Regions from separate parts of the Mus musculus genome. Here region 2 is linked to region 1. The links are chromatin contacts, called in public Hi-C maps. All regions are on one chromosome and are shown on one strand. The core of a region is the stretch at or near the end of the contact, and the rest is flanking DNA. Distances in the headings are between cores, read along the strand shown.

Region 1 (6,566 bases), core at 2,809-5,308:
TTGGGCTAATTCAAATCCTCACCAAATTCCACCACATCTTAACCAACACCATTCTTTTGTCCTGTGGGGGAGGGGAGGCAGGGTGTTGCAGTAGATATCATATAGCCCAGCCTTGGACTCCTGATCCTCCCAAATGCCGGACTACAGGTGTGTGCCACCATACCTGGTTTACGCATTTGTTGGAGATTGAACCCTGGGTCTCTCATGTACTCTAGGCAAGGACTCTACTACTCCATTAGCTGAGTCACATCCTCGGTCCAACAGTCACACAGTAATATTCCCATGGTCCTAACTACAGTTATTGTCCCAACTGGCATTTCTCTGGTAATTAGTGATGTTGAACATTTTTTCACACCTTTGGCCATTTGTATTCTTCCTTTGGGAAATGCCTACTGGAGTTCTTTATCCGTTTTTTAAATTAGTAGATTCGTTCGTTCACTTGGTACTGAGTTCTCTGAGTTCCTTGTGCATGTTAGATATCAATCCCAATCAGATATATAGCATTTTCTATCATTCACAGATTGTTTCTCCATCCCATTATTTCTTTTTCTAGGTGCCTTTGGTTCTCTGTGGTCCTACTCATCTAATTTTGCTTTCCTTGCCTGTGAAATAAGTTTAAAAAAAAAGAAGCAGATTATAAAGTTTCTGAAGTTGTATCTTACTAAATGAGTTTCTGCCAAATGAATAATTGAAATTCTTAGTTTAAACTTCTAACATCTCAATTTAATAAGCTTTTTAGAATAAAATTTTTCCAGAAAACTTGGTATCCATCCGGCCTCAGTTAAGCATAGTACAAAGTAACCAAGAAGTCTGGGAACTTTCACCTTCAAGAAACTATGGATGTGTTTGTCATTCAGTCCTGTGTTGGTTCCTCCTCCCCGGCTTTGCCTTCTTTCCGCTGAACTTTGCCAACCAACAGAAGATGAATGGGTACCCATGAGTTACGCCCACTTGTTTACACGGCATCTGGACAAAAGCAGCGGATGCCCGGCTGAGAAAGAATCAGCTTCGCCTCCTCTGGGCTTCCCCCACAGAAGAATTAGGCTAGTTGGTCCTTCAAACTGGAATCCAGGTTCTCAGTGTCCCCTCAGGCTTGGGATGGTTCACAGGAACAGCTCAGAGCCCTCTCACTCACTCTTTCAGTTTGTTTAGAGAATGGATCAAAGCTCAGAGCATTTACTTCCTGGCATGACATTTCAAAACATATTATGGGAGGGAAAATAGTGCTTCAGTGTCTATTGTGCAAAGGCAAGCGCAATAGACCCCACAAGCACACCTCTCCACCAGGGACCTAGTCACCACACCAGTGGGTTTAATTAGTTAAATTAGTTATACTCAGCCAGACAATTAGCTTCCTGCTATAAAAGCTCAACCAGTGTCTCTATTCAGTGTTTTACAGAAAAATAATATCCAGAGAAGAGCTACACTGTAGTGATGTAAAAACAAACTACAAGGACGTGTCACAAAAGCCATGCTACTCATCCCACCCCCCAATAACTGGGATTTGTACTCACCCACTCACCCTCAAAGAGTGGGAAGATGGTGTCTGCAGAGCACCACGGTAATACTTCCATCCAAACTCCATTTAGCTTCACACTCCAGAGGAACTTTTATTTTCCTAGTACATCTTCATTAAAAACGAGAACTTAAGTTGGGACATCTGAAGCATAGGTCAGGTCCAGCAAGATGCCTTGGTGAGAAAAGGCTTGCTGCACAGGCCTGGAGACCTGAGTTCGATCCCTGGAAGCCACGTAAAAATGAAAGGAGAAAGCCAACTCCACAGAATTGCCCTTTGCCTTCCATACAAGTGTCGTGACATACACATGTACACACAGTTCTATAAAAGCATAAACCAGTTCTATTTCACATGATGTTGCCATTACAATCTGCCAGTGGGAAACCAAATTATAGTCTAAGCTGCTGGATATGGAGAAAATAAGAAAATGAGATGAATTTAGCAGAAAAAGCAGAGATGGAAGCGGGATCATGTTCAGCCAGTGTTCTGCTGCCTAAAAGTCAGTAATCTGTATCCTTTTATCTTTGAGCACATCCAGGAACGGCTGGATGCCCGGGCTGAGCCATAACTCAGACCAGCGGCATTTCCTGCCCATAAGCTTCTAGGACTGGAACAAGAGACAGCAACCAGTCGCTCCTCATGCTTCATACCCTAATCACTTGGCAGTCGTGCAGATTGAGTTGGTAGAAGCACAGGCTCGGGACTGTGGGGATATAATGCTTTGCACAATAAACTGAAAAAATGTTAGTACTAAAAAAAAAAAAAAATGTCTCCTGTATGTCAGCTGGATCCCTGTGGCATCAGTAAATTCTTTATTCCTTCCTACTCTGGATTCTGTGTCTCTGTGCCTGCTCCATCCAGCTGGCTTCTTCTTACCTTTCTCTTTCTCTGGCTCTGTGTAGGTTCTGGGAGTCCCTACAGAGGATACCTGGCCTGGAGTCTCCAAACTGCCTAACTACAATCCAGGTACAGTTCTACATATCCCAGGAGCTGGCAATGCCAGGAAAGTGTTGGCCACACAGAGTGTTCATCCGTTATTAGACCCAGCAAAGATAGACTACCAGATTTTTATATTTTCCAATGACTGTTTTTATTGTTTTGTTTTCTCTATTTATTAATTTGTTTCTTTGTTTCATTTACTTAGAACAAAGTCTCACTAAGCTAGCTTAGAACTTGCTCTGTAGCCCAAGCTTTCCTTGAACTCACAGAGAACTACCCACCTCTTTCCCAAATGCTGGGATTTCAGGCTTGTACCACCATGCCCAGCTTAATCCTTTTATTAAAAAGAAATTGAAATAACAATTAAGGTTAAATCAGTTCTCCAATGCCATAAAACCCAGGTAACAAGGTGAAAATAATTAAAAAGGACTGTTACCATGGAGCCTACGTCTATTTCCAAGTACCCCACGGCTTAAAGGAACAGCATGCCTTGAATCCCATGAGCAAGGAATTGTTCTCACTTTTGAGCCCATGCCGGTCACTGACTTTATTTCCTACATGTTTGAGCCTTGTCTAAAAGGAAAGCTAAAGCAACAGAGGGAGCTAGAGGCACACCAGACCTAGGCTAAGCCAGGAAAGATGCAACTAGAGAATTGTCTCTCTGCCTGACAACTGGTCATTTCTGTCACATATTGCCCCCCACGAGTAGCTGCTGGGGACAGATAGATATGAAACAATAGTATTGTCCACAGGGAAATCTTTGAAAAGTGTTCCCCAAGCCATGGCTGATGGTCAGAAAACCAAGAAGTCACTTCAAGGCATTGAGACAGAAGTGAGATTTCCAGTGAGCCAGAGAATGAAGATAGGCCATCTCAGAAGCCCTGGGAACCAGTGAAGCGAGCAAAGGCCCTGCTGATATAACCTTTCCCTGGCAGGATGGAGATCTCCCAGAGTGGAGGAAAGTGGTCTGAGCTAGACTATATAGTCTCTTTCCTCATTACCCCATTACTAAATCCCCAGATATCCCCAATTGTCATTTCAGATTTTGGTACGAGGTTTTCTTTGAAGAGTTTCATGAGAGCAAGAAATTGCAGGGAGACTTCAAAAGTGATTAAGGAGGAAAACAAGAAATCTGGGTGTGGTGATATCCACCCGTAATCACAGCACTTGAGAGGCTAAAGCATGAGGACTTGGGTCTAAAAGACCAAGAGAGAGAGAGAGAGAGAGAGAGAGAGAGAGAGAGAGAGAGAGAGAGAGAGAGAGAGAGAGAGATGAGAGGCTGTATCCTGCATCTGTTCCATTTGCTGAAAGAGCTATGCTCTATGGAAAGCTAAAGACTAACTGTAAAGTCCTTTCAACTTCTTCGAGAATGATCATATTCCTTGCTAAATTGCCTTAGGGTCATTTAGAACTGCCTTACTGTTTCTAGCTGTTTTTCCCCAGGCGTTTAACATGCTTGAGGTGTAGAGTAATGTCTCTCCCTTTGGTATAAGATGGAGATAAGAAAGAAACGCTGTTTATGGAGATCATTGTCCAGCCTGCAGCAGCTCCTGGCTCTAGTTGCCATGGTTTCCAGGAGAATCCCGTTCTCATCATTTCCCATCTATTCTGTAATCCCTCCCATCCACTCTTCTTTGCCGGTTGAAAATGGGCCCACTTACCTTCCTCCACTCCCTAACATAGCTACAAGCAGAAATGTAGACTCAAAACCCAGTTAGGTGCATATGAATACAAATTTGCTGTGGTAAACATAGGCAGCTACCCCAAATATCGAATACTTGAGTTGCAGGTTGGTCCAGGCAATAGTGAGATATCCCCATGACAGATGGTCATCAAAGCTAGGAACATTGCCAAACATTTCCCTGCCAGATTCCATGCTAAGAAGGTAACTGGGCTCTGTGGAAACAGAGAAATATGCCATGTTGTTCATTTTGCTGTCATGTCAAAGTAATGAGCAATTTTTTATTCACAAAGAAAATTCTCCAGTCCCAGTATCAGCGGGGCTTATACTTTTGCACTGTTGCTCCCTTCTGTTTAAGAAGAAGAGAAGCGAGACTGTTTCTGAGTACTTTCTATCTGCAGACTGGTGCAGGCCCTGGATGGATGAGCTGTGTTCGTGAGTCCACAGAGCATGGGTTTGGATTCATTCCCCGATTCTCACTGTGACTGCAGTATTCCTTAGTGAGGGCTGTTTCTGTGGCTTTGGGAAGCCTATGGTTGTGGGTCAGGCTAAGCATGAGAAGAGACTTGGAACCTTAATCACAGCCAGGGTTTCTAACCCCACTTTTGTTAAATCTTAAGACTGTGGCATATCTTGGGCTCGAGGTTGGTACCATATTAATAACTCGATCTAAAGGACCATATTTTAAAGGATCATCAAGGTTCCTGTCCCAGAGCAAGTCTTATGAGTAAGCAGGTCTCTCTTGGGGCATGTCCATCTGCTCCCATTCCTGAACTACAGCTTACACTTTCCACAGACTTGAACTGAAGTGATTTAAGAGACACTGAAGAGGAAGGGAGCGTTAGAACATTATGAGTTACCCCTATTCCCATCAGCAGCCCCTTCTCCATCCTCCCCTCCCCCACACTATTCCCAGGCTCTGGTTAAAGGCTGCCTTAATCTCTTCTTCCGTTGAAGTCAACATTTACCTTCTGCAGAGAAGTGAGGGCATGTGAGATTTGTCTTCCTGTGCTCAACTTAGTTCGGTTAACAGTTTCCTCCATGTTACTAGAAATGACAGAATCCCATTACTTTTTATGAATATGTAGTATTCTGTTACGAGTATACAGCAATTCATGGTTTCCATTTTTATTTCAAGTGATGCCTACCATAGTCCATTAGGCTTTGGCTAGTGTAAGCAGTGCTGCAGTGGACATCAAGTAGAGCTGTGTACGAAACACACTGGCTTCAGCTCCCTTGGATATTTGCCCAGCAGTGAGACTACAGGATCCTAGGGGGTTTGTTCCTGGTTTTCTTTAAAATAAAGATTTATTTAATAAATCTTTCCATAGCAACTGTGCTCACGTACATTCCTAGCAATAGTGAGAATAGTGAGAGCCCCACTTTTTCCATATCCTTACTGGCATTTACCATCATCATCACCACCACCACCATCATCATCACCACCACCATCATTTGTATCTGGGGGTACATAACAGAATCTTGTTATATAGCTCAGGCTGGCCTGGAATTCACTCTGTAGCCCATGCTGGCCTCATACATTACAGTGACCCTTCTACCTCAGCCTCCCACGTGGCATATCCCACCACACCCAGCTTACTTTTTGTCTTGTGGACAGAGTCTACTCTAACTGCCATTTGACTTAGCCTCTTGGTCCTGATGCTCATTTCTCTGAGGATTATTGGTGACTCTGTGTGTGTGTGTGTGTGTGTGTTCCTTGGCCAGTCACTTTGTTTTGTTTTGTTTTGTTTTGTTTTTAAGAAATATTCATTCCAGTCATTTGGCCATTTAGAAATCCATGTGCTGTGTACTACTGAGCTAAAGTCCTGCTACACTCTCTACCCAGCACAATCAAAGATGTTTGGCTGCTGTGCACTTGGGTGAACAGCACAGCCTCCATCCATTGGCCGATATTGCTAGGCCTTGCCTGGGTAAGTCTTGCCTGGGTAAGGAACCATACTGATTCTGGTAGAGACATTAAAAATCTCCCAGTGCTGACCCCAGTAAGAACTAGCTTTCTCCCAGTTCTAGTGAGCAGGGCTTTAGGCTGTGGCTGATTGTAGCTGCTTGTACCTGAGTGAGTCTGGAAGGAGAGAGGGATGTATCTTGAACAAGACTGCCCCTTTTCCCCTTCCTTCCCTCTTTCCTTCCTTCCTCCTTCCCCACTCCTCACTTTAAGCAAGCTGGCTGAGAACTGTCTGTCCTCCACTTCAAAGGGCCAGTTGTCTTATTTTGATGTGGGCAGATTGAGAAGTAGGCTTTGAAAAATAGACTCTTTTTTTGTTGTTGTTTAATCTTTCCTCCTGGGATGGCTTTCAGAGCGGTATATCCAAGTGTCAGTGCGGGGGGGTTCTGACGAGCCTGGATTCCCAGACTCTCAGCAGGATCATCCTCTAACAGAAATATAAAAGTGAAATATTAAAAACCCTG
Region 2 (6,921 bases), core at 2,647-5,146, 250 kb after region 1:
CTGAGGCAGAACTGAAGCCTCTGTTCATAGGCAGAAAAAGATGCTGCATTCCTATTGGAAGATGAGGCAGGGCAAGCCACGCCCTCTGTTACTGAGCCCCACTTAGACACAGGCAGGCAAGGTGGGAGCACGGGTGCAGTAGCAGCTGACACAAGGACTTTGAAATGTAGGCAGTTCAGAAAGCAAAAGTTGCTGAGAATCTCAAGAAAGATGCCATGCTGGAAACGGACAGGAATTGTCACAAGTGCAGCTGGGGACTGGGGAGCTGGCTCAGCAGTTAAAAGCATTTGCTCTTTCCCGAGGACTCCTGTTCTGTTCTCAGCACACGTTGGCTCACAAGCACCTGTTAACTCCAGTTCCAGGGAATCTGACGCCCTCTTCTGGCCTCCCTAGTCACTGGGCATGAACATAATGCAAATGCATATATTCATACACACAAACCCTCATACACATAAAATAAAAATAATAAATAATAAATCTTAATATAGTTTTAAAATGCAACCCATTCACAGTTCCTCCTCCCTCAGAGCCCTGAGCCACTTCCTCCTCTGGGGAGCACCACATGAAGGAACCAGCAAGTGAGGGAGAGACAGGTTATGCAAAGCAAGAGGCATCTCTGTTCACAGCACAGCTCATAGTGAGAGAACAGGGGAGCAGAGAGCCTCAGGAGACAGCAGTTAGACTCCTTTCCTTTCATGCTACTTGGAAACAGGCTGCCGCTATTTAAATCAATCACTCTCCCCCTGCCCCGTCTCTCTCCACTTCCATCTCTCATTCTGTCCCCAAAGCATGTGTGGCTGAATTCTTGTAAGCATAAATTAAATATTTAAGTCAATAATTCCGTTCCATGTTTGCAGCTTCTCTGTTTAGAGCTCAGTAGTCAAAATCAAATCCCTTCCTTCCCACTCTCCCTCTTTCTGTCCCAATGCCTTGGAGCTTTTTCTCTCAGCTTCATCCCCCTACGCATGATACAAAGGACCCAAGTTTGACTAGTGCACCTTCTTCAACAAGGGCCACCCTGGACAAGTCCTGACACCTATGCACACACAGTCTTGGGACATCTCATAAAGGGAGAATTTGATTAGACTGGAATGGCTCAGCGTGGACTGAGACAGGAAGTCTCGAGTGTATTACTGGTGTGTGTGTGTGTGTGTATGTGTGTGTGTGTGTGTGTGTGTGTGTGTGTGTGTGTGTGTGTGTGTGCGCGCGAGAGAGTGAGAGTGTATGTATGCTTATGGATCTCAAAGTTGTAGTGGTATATGTATGCTTATCTGTCCGAGCAAGGACACAGTAGTGCTGTGTGCATAATACATACCTGTGCGTGTCTAAGCATGTCTTAGCACATGTGTAAGATGAATTCAAGCCAGTGACAGAGTGCATGTTTCCCTGCACATGGCTCATTGTTTGTATGTGACAGGTATGTAAGCTTGCATGCCTATGTGTACAAGGCTGTGTGTGTTAGTCTCTTGAGAGTATGCACATATATGCACATGTGTAAGTACCTTTATGTAATTTGTTTGTAAGTGAGTCTGTGCCCCTCAGCATCTACCCCAGCTGGAGGCCTGCCTCACCACTGCCCCCTTGCATTGAACAGGACATGGAAGAGTAGTGTAATGTGAGCTACCAAGTTGACTTAAACTGATTAGGAGTTGCCTGCTTCAGACTTAACCTTGGCAGTGACAGTCACTATGCACAGCTGGACAGTGCCTTCCATGGCAGACATAGTGAACAATCCCTTCCAAAATTGCTGAGGGGAGAAGAGTAAAATTATCAAAGTTGATAACTTACACACAGAGCGGATCATTTCCAAGCATCATCCCTCTGAAAAGAGGCACATCCGACAACATACAAGTCAAAGTCTTGTACAGAGTACGAAGTGTTGATACTATCTCTGAGAACTTAAAGACATTAGATTTGCCTAATCTAAATAGCACATAGTCGCTGAGAAACATTAAGTTCTTATTCAACTAGTCAGGTATTTTGACATTTAAAAACCTCCCACAGCCAAACCACAGGAACTGTAGGTTCACAGCCTATCTCCACTATTAACTTTCAGGAAGATAAAATTTGCTTTTAATATTTGTCATTTTGTGTGTGTGCATGTGTGTGTGTGGTGTGTGTGGTGTGTGTGGTGTGTGCACATGCCCTGTGAGCCCTTGAGTGGCTGGTTAGACAGCTTGGGGCATCACTGTTTTTCTTCCACTCTTTGGATCTGGGGCCTAATCAGGTTGCCAGTCTTCGTGGTGGGTGCTTTTAACTGCTGAGCCATCTCAACATCTGCCCCACAACTTGTATCTCTGGAGGGTTTGGTTCAATGGCCTTAAGCTGAGCACATTCAGGATGATTGGCCCTCCTTCACTGAGCATGCTCAAGATCAGACTCTCCCATCTACCAATGGATAAAACACCCATGCTTTCCCATGGAATTTCCAGATAGAAGTGTCTCTTCTTACTCCTGGGGAGCCTCTTTAATATTGATGGAGTTTATGCTAATTATGTCAAGTGTGCTCAGAGAGGGCTCTGTGGGTCCCAGTGCCCATCCTGTGCATCTGTCTCGTCACCTGGCTGCTGGGCTGTGTTCCTTATATCACATTAGTAAACCCAAGGGTCTATGAGCAAGCTCTGTGAAAGTCCTGAGAAAGTATCAGACTCAAGGTGGGACTCTCGGGAGCCCAATTTGTAACTGGTGGGTCAGAAGCACAGACCACAAGTGGGGACTTGCAGTCCACAGCTGCCATGGGGACAGCCCTGTGGATCTGAGCCTCTAACCTGAGGACTCCGGCTAGCAATGTCAGCATCTCGCAGAGGCACAGGAAGCCCCACTGTGGTCGGCCACTGGTGTGTCTTGGCAAAAGGAGAACCTCCCTCCACACAGCTGGTCACAGGCGTGTTCTGTGCTGAGACAGAAGAAGGAAAACCTGTTTTTCTTTCATAGTGAGTTTACATAAACACCTTGAGTTTTTGCAAGTAACCAAGGGACAGACAACTTCCTTGTGCAGCCTGGGAGTTCCTGTGCAGCCCCAGCGTTTGGTCCTAGACTGTGATTGTACACATGGAATACCTCACAAAAGCGTTGACCCAGAGAAAAAAAAACTAAGGCAGGAGTCGCCAACTCCTGTACCCAGGGACTTGGTTACACTTAACTGGAGATGGACCCCCACTGGCTTAGCCCCACCTTCTAAATGCCCAGAGCTGCCACCTTCTCCAGACCCTGCATGGGTATGGTGTATGATCATGGAAGGCCCCCAGAGGACAAGGCATGGACAATAGAGCCTTCTAAACTCTGGCAAGCACAGAGCACACCAGAATATGCATTCCAGTGCCCATTTGGGCTTAGAGGAACGCAGCCAGGCTCGCTCTGCCTCCCTCACCTGCACTGGGGCTAACGCCATCCATGCCTGTGCTTATTTTCAAGAAGACTCCAGAGATCTGACATTGAAACACTTCTTGCTGAGTCCAGATGGTGAAAACGTCTGCCTGACGCTCCCGAGGCTCATGGGAACAGAGGTGCTTCCACTGGGACAAGGTGAGGTGACACAATCTGGGTCAGCCTCCTTTTCAAAGGGGGAGGCTTCACCTTCAGTTACCAAAGGTTCCCAGAAGCAGCAGAGACATCATTAAAACCAGACATGAAACAGCCAGGTTTTCCCGCTCTCTGACACAGAGGTTCCTCTGTGGTCTAGACACAATAACCCTATGTTTGAGGAACAAGTTCCCTCTTGCCGCAACATCTGGAGACAGGAGTTGCAGAGGAATAGCTTGGAAGAGCTCTAGTGTGCCAGGCCGGTGCCTTGATCAGGATGATAAAGCCCTTTTGGTATTTGCCCAAACCAAACACTGCCTTTTCTCTTCTTTCCAACCACGCTCCTGAGGTGGAGGTGGCTAATTGGCAATCCAATCAGGCATCCTTGTTATGTGAGTTGGTTCACTGCTATGAGTCACCTGGCTCCTGATAGACAGATGGCAAGGCAGTTTCCAAAACCCCTTCTGGCACGGGAACGTTTTTGGAAAAGAGCTGCTGGCTCTGGACAGTAGCCATTTTACAAAGGAAAAAAGAACTAAAGTCAGAGGGTGATGAGTATCAACCACCCAGAACCCATGAGGATGGGCTCGCACGAGCTGTGCAGCCAGCAAGCCCCTTGATGGGGAAGATTAAAAGCTGCATGAATTGGTTATGTCACAACTGGCTTAATGAGGAGGGCCTGGATTCAGGGCCAGATTTCCATAGCCCTGGCTTGTCCTCTGTGTGGACTAATGATGTTTCCTGTGTCCATGTTTCCTCACCCAAAATGACAAGAAATACAGAGTGGGTGTGAGAGGGAGAGGAAGAGGGGGAGGGAGAGGGAGAGAGACATCCCTTGACTGAATTTTACAGCCTGCATCTATCGCTGTAAGTTCTACCCACTATAGGGATTTCTGGGGAATAGGATAGATACATTTGCTTCTGAACCCAGCATCCAAGAGCTTCCCTCACCATTTGGGTTATACCAGAAGATGGATTTTCAAATATCTTGGGTCTGAATCTGTTGGAGCAGTAGTGAGACAGTTGGGAGGACTCTATGGTACAGCTGGTGGGCCAGCAGGGAAGCAAATGGGACGGTCACCTGCCACACATTTGTCCGTGCTGTTCCTGAAGTAGTTTCTCTTTGGACGATGCAGAAACAGGAATATTTAAGTGTTAAGTCTGTTGTATATATATAATGCCCCAGACACTTCCTGGTCTCCAGCACCCATCACAGTTCCAACACATAGAAGTGCTCACTGAAAAAGAGTTCAGAGGCTGGAATGGACTCGGGTAGAGTGCCTGGCACATACAAGGTCCTGAGTTTGAGTCCCAGCAAACCCCCCCTCTCCAAATTTTGGAGAGAGAGAGAGAGGGAGAGAGAGAGGAAGAGAGAGGGAGAAATAAAACTTAGGCTAAATCAATGGAAAGTTGCCCGCATCTTCTCCCAGTCCCAAGGATGGCACATGCAATTCCAGTTGCTTCTCAAATTCAAAAGCATTCACTGTGCTGAAGGAGTCAGCTAGGCAGTCTCTCTCTCTCCTGCTTTCCTTCAGAACAGTTGCTTGAGCTTCAGTCGTGATTCAATGATTCAATGGTGCCTTAGAAAGTGAGGGAAATCTTACTCACATCTTCCCACAATGATCCAAAACACCAGGTCCACCTTTCTAACAGGCCCCATTGATTGAAGCACATTTTTTGAAATTATACTCATTTATATTTTATGTGTATGGGTCTGTTTTGCCTGCATTCATATCTATACACCATGAGCATGCAGTGTCCAAAGAGGACAAAAGAGGGCATCATATCCTCTGTTACTGGAGCTTCAGAGACTTGTGAGCAATGAGAAGGTGGCAAGTTCGAGCCCAGGTCCTCTGAAAGAGCAGCTAGTACTTTTACTGTTTAGCCATCAGTTCAGAACACCTGAAGGGTATTTTTGTTGTTGTGTTGTTTTGAAAATCATTTGTAGACTTAGGGGGTTTCATCTTTTGATCTGACAGGGAGTATATTCAAAGCCCCTTTCCCCTTTGTAAAGGACTTGTTCTGCCACAACAGACTCTCAGACCCAACCTTTAAATTTTATTTTACTTACTTATATTAATTTTGGTGCTAGGAATGGAACCCAGGCCTCCCACATTACTTGGCAAGCAGCTCACCCCCAAGTTACATCCCAGGCTCAGTGTGCATGGCTGCCATTTCTACCCCCTTCCAGAGTCGTCTCCCATACATTCCAGCTCCAGTGATTCCCACCCCACAGTCCGGCCCAAACATTCAGCTTCCAGTCTTTTCTCTCCAGGCCTTTTTCCTTCTTCATATTTAGACAAGCTCTAAGTTCATCTTTTCTAGGACATTTTGCTGAATAACTTTACCTCCTTCTGGACAACTGCCTAGATGTAATCTCATCCCTTTCCTCTCTCTCAGCCCCACCTTGGTGATTTTGGATCTATCTGCATCTGTTTTCAGTTTGGCTCCCTAATATATGAATTCTAGGGAACCCCTTCTCTTTATCGTATGTCCAAGAAATGCGTGTTGATTGACTGGATACCCCAGGTGCCACACAGAAGAGTTCTTTGGGGAGCATAGCTAGGGGGATTTTTTTAGTATTAAACAAAAAAAAATCTCAAGTAAAAGAGGGAATATGATCTGTCTGATCTTTCTGAAACTTTAAGGCTCTGTCAACAACTATTTGGAAATAAATTCTTAGGCAATTAGATCATGATAGTTTGCTTTCAAGCAGCAGAGAAAGATGAATATAACCTTTAGAAGAAGAAGAGGGGAAAGGATGTGAAGACTGGAGCTGGGATCTGAGCCTCTCGCTCATGTCAGGCTATTGCAACACTCCCAGAATTCAAAGGCTTACGAAGGGAAAAGTTGGTTTGGGAAGGCCAAAGTCAAACATTGGCTACGCTCTCTGAATCGCTTATTCCTGATACAAATCCTCAACTATTCCCATCCCAGTGCCAGCAGGACATATTTCCTCTCAGGAGCTCTTCTAGTCACAAGCTTCACGCTGAAAGATATTCAAAGATGTCTGTGCCAAGCATTGAGGTTGGGACTTCAGGTTCCATACAGATTTGAATTTCCAATCTCTTTCAGAGTTCTTAATTACCATTTACCTTGTCCTAAGCGGACTTTAACCCAAAATCTTTCTCCATTGCTCCTTTGTCTGTTTTACTGTTGCTGTTTTAGTTTGTCATTTAATTAGCATCCTTACCCCGGCAACACTTTCTGAGGTGGGGGTTTTAATACATGTGCACAAATTACTTGACATATCTTGCCTCAGAAGGACATGGTGTCTGATGTCTAATCAACACTGATATGGACAGAAGTGAGATGTATAAAACAAGGTCTGTCTTAGCCCACTGTCTGTTGCCATAACAGAAGATGTGATAATGAGTGATTTGTAAAGAGTAGAGACCT

What was found. A called contact is a pair of places that touch in the nucleus more often than the background predicts.
Region 2: a Hi-C map of cerebellar granule neurons shows a contact between it and region 1, with 2.7 times the contacts expected there. The contact joins two enhancer-like sites. A contact is called at or near these places in 14 of 484 Hi-C or Micro-C datasets (Th1 cells, bone marrow-derived macrophages, cerebellar granule neurons and 7 more), 15 of 115 datasets of contacts at active chromatin or transcription factors (T-cell acute lymphoblastic leukemia, craniofacial prominence, differentiating embryonic stem cells and 12 more) and 3 of 9 other capture datasets (adipose tissue, embryonic stem cells and pancreatic islet).

The regions. Positions count from the first base shown.
Region 1 is chr1:59,308,378-59,314,943 of GRCm38.p6, forward strand. Cdk15 (cyclin-dependent kinase 15) reads left to right here. Exons shown (of 14, transcript NM_001033373.3): 10 at 2,419-2,482. Among named protein-coding and RNA genes, the nearest start is that of Cdk15, 55 kb to the left of the region's middle. Within about 2 kb of position 4,059, at least 14 of the 459 cell types and tissues checked have an H3K27ac peak or open chromatin away from gene starts, as enhancers often do. A contact at or near this core is called in cerebellar granule neurons and cerebellum, where this site is marked.
Region 2 is chr1:59,563,180-59,570,100 of GRCm38.p6, forward strand. It overlaps Gm973 (predicted gene 973), which reads left to right. Exons shown (of 19, transcript NM_001357842.1): 9 at 3,415-3,525. Among named protein-coding and RNA genes, the nearest start is that of Gm28411, 15 kb to the left of the region's middle. Within about 2 kb of position 3,897, at least 42 of the 459 cell types and tissues checked have an H3K27ac peak or open chromatin away from gene starts, as enhancers often do. A contact at or near this core is called in cerebellar granule neurons and cerebellum, where this site is marked.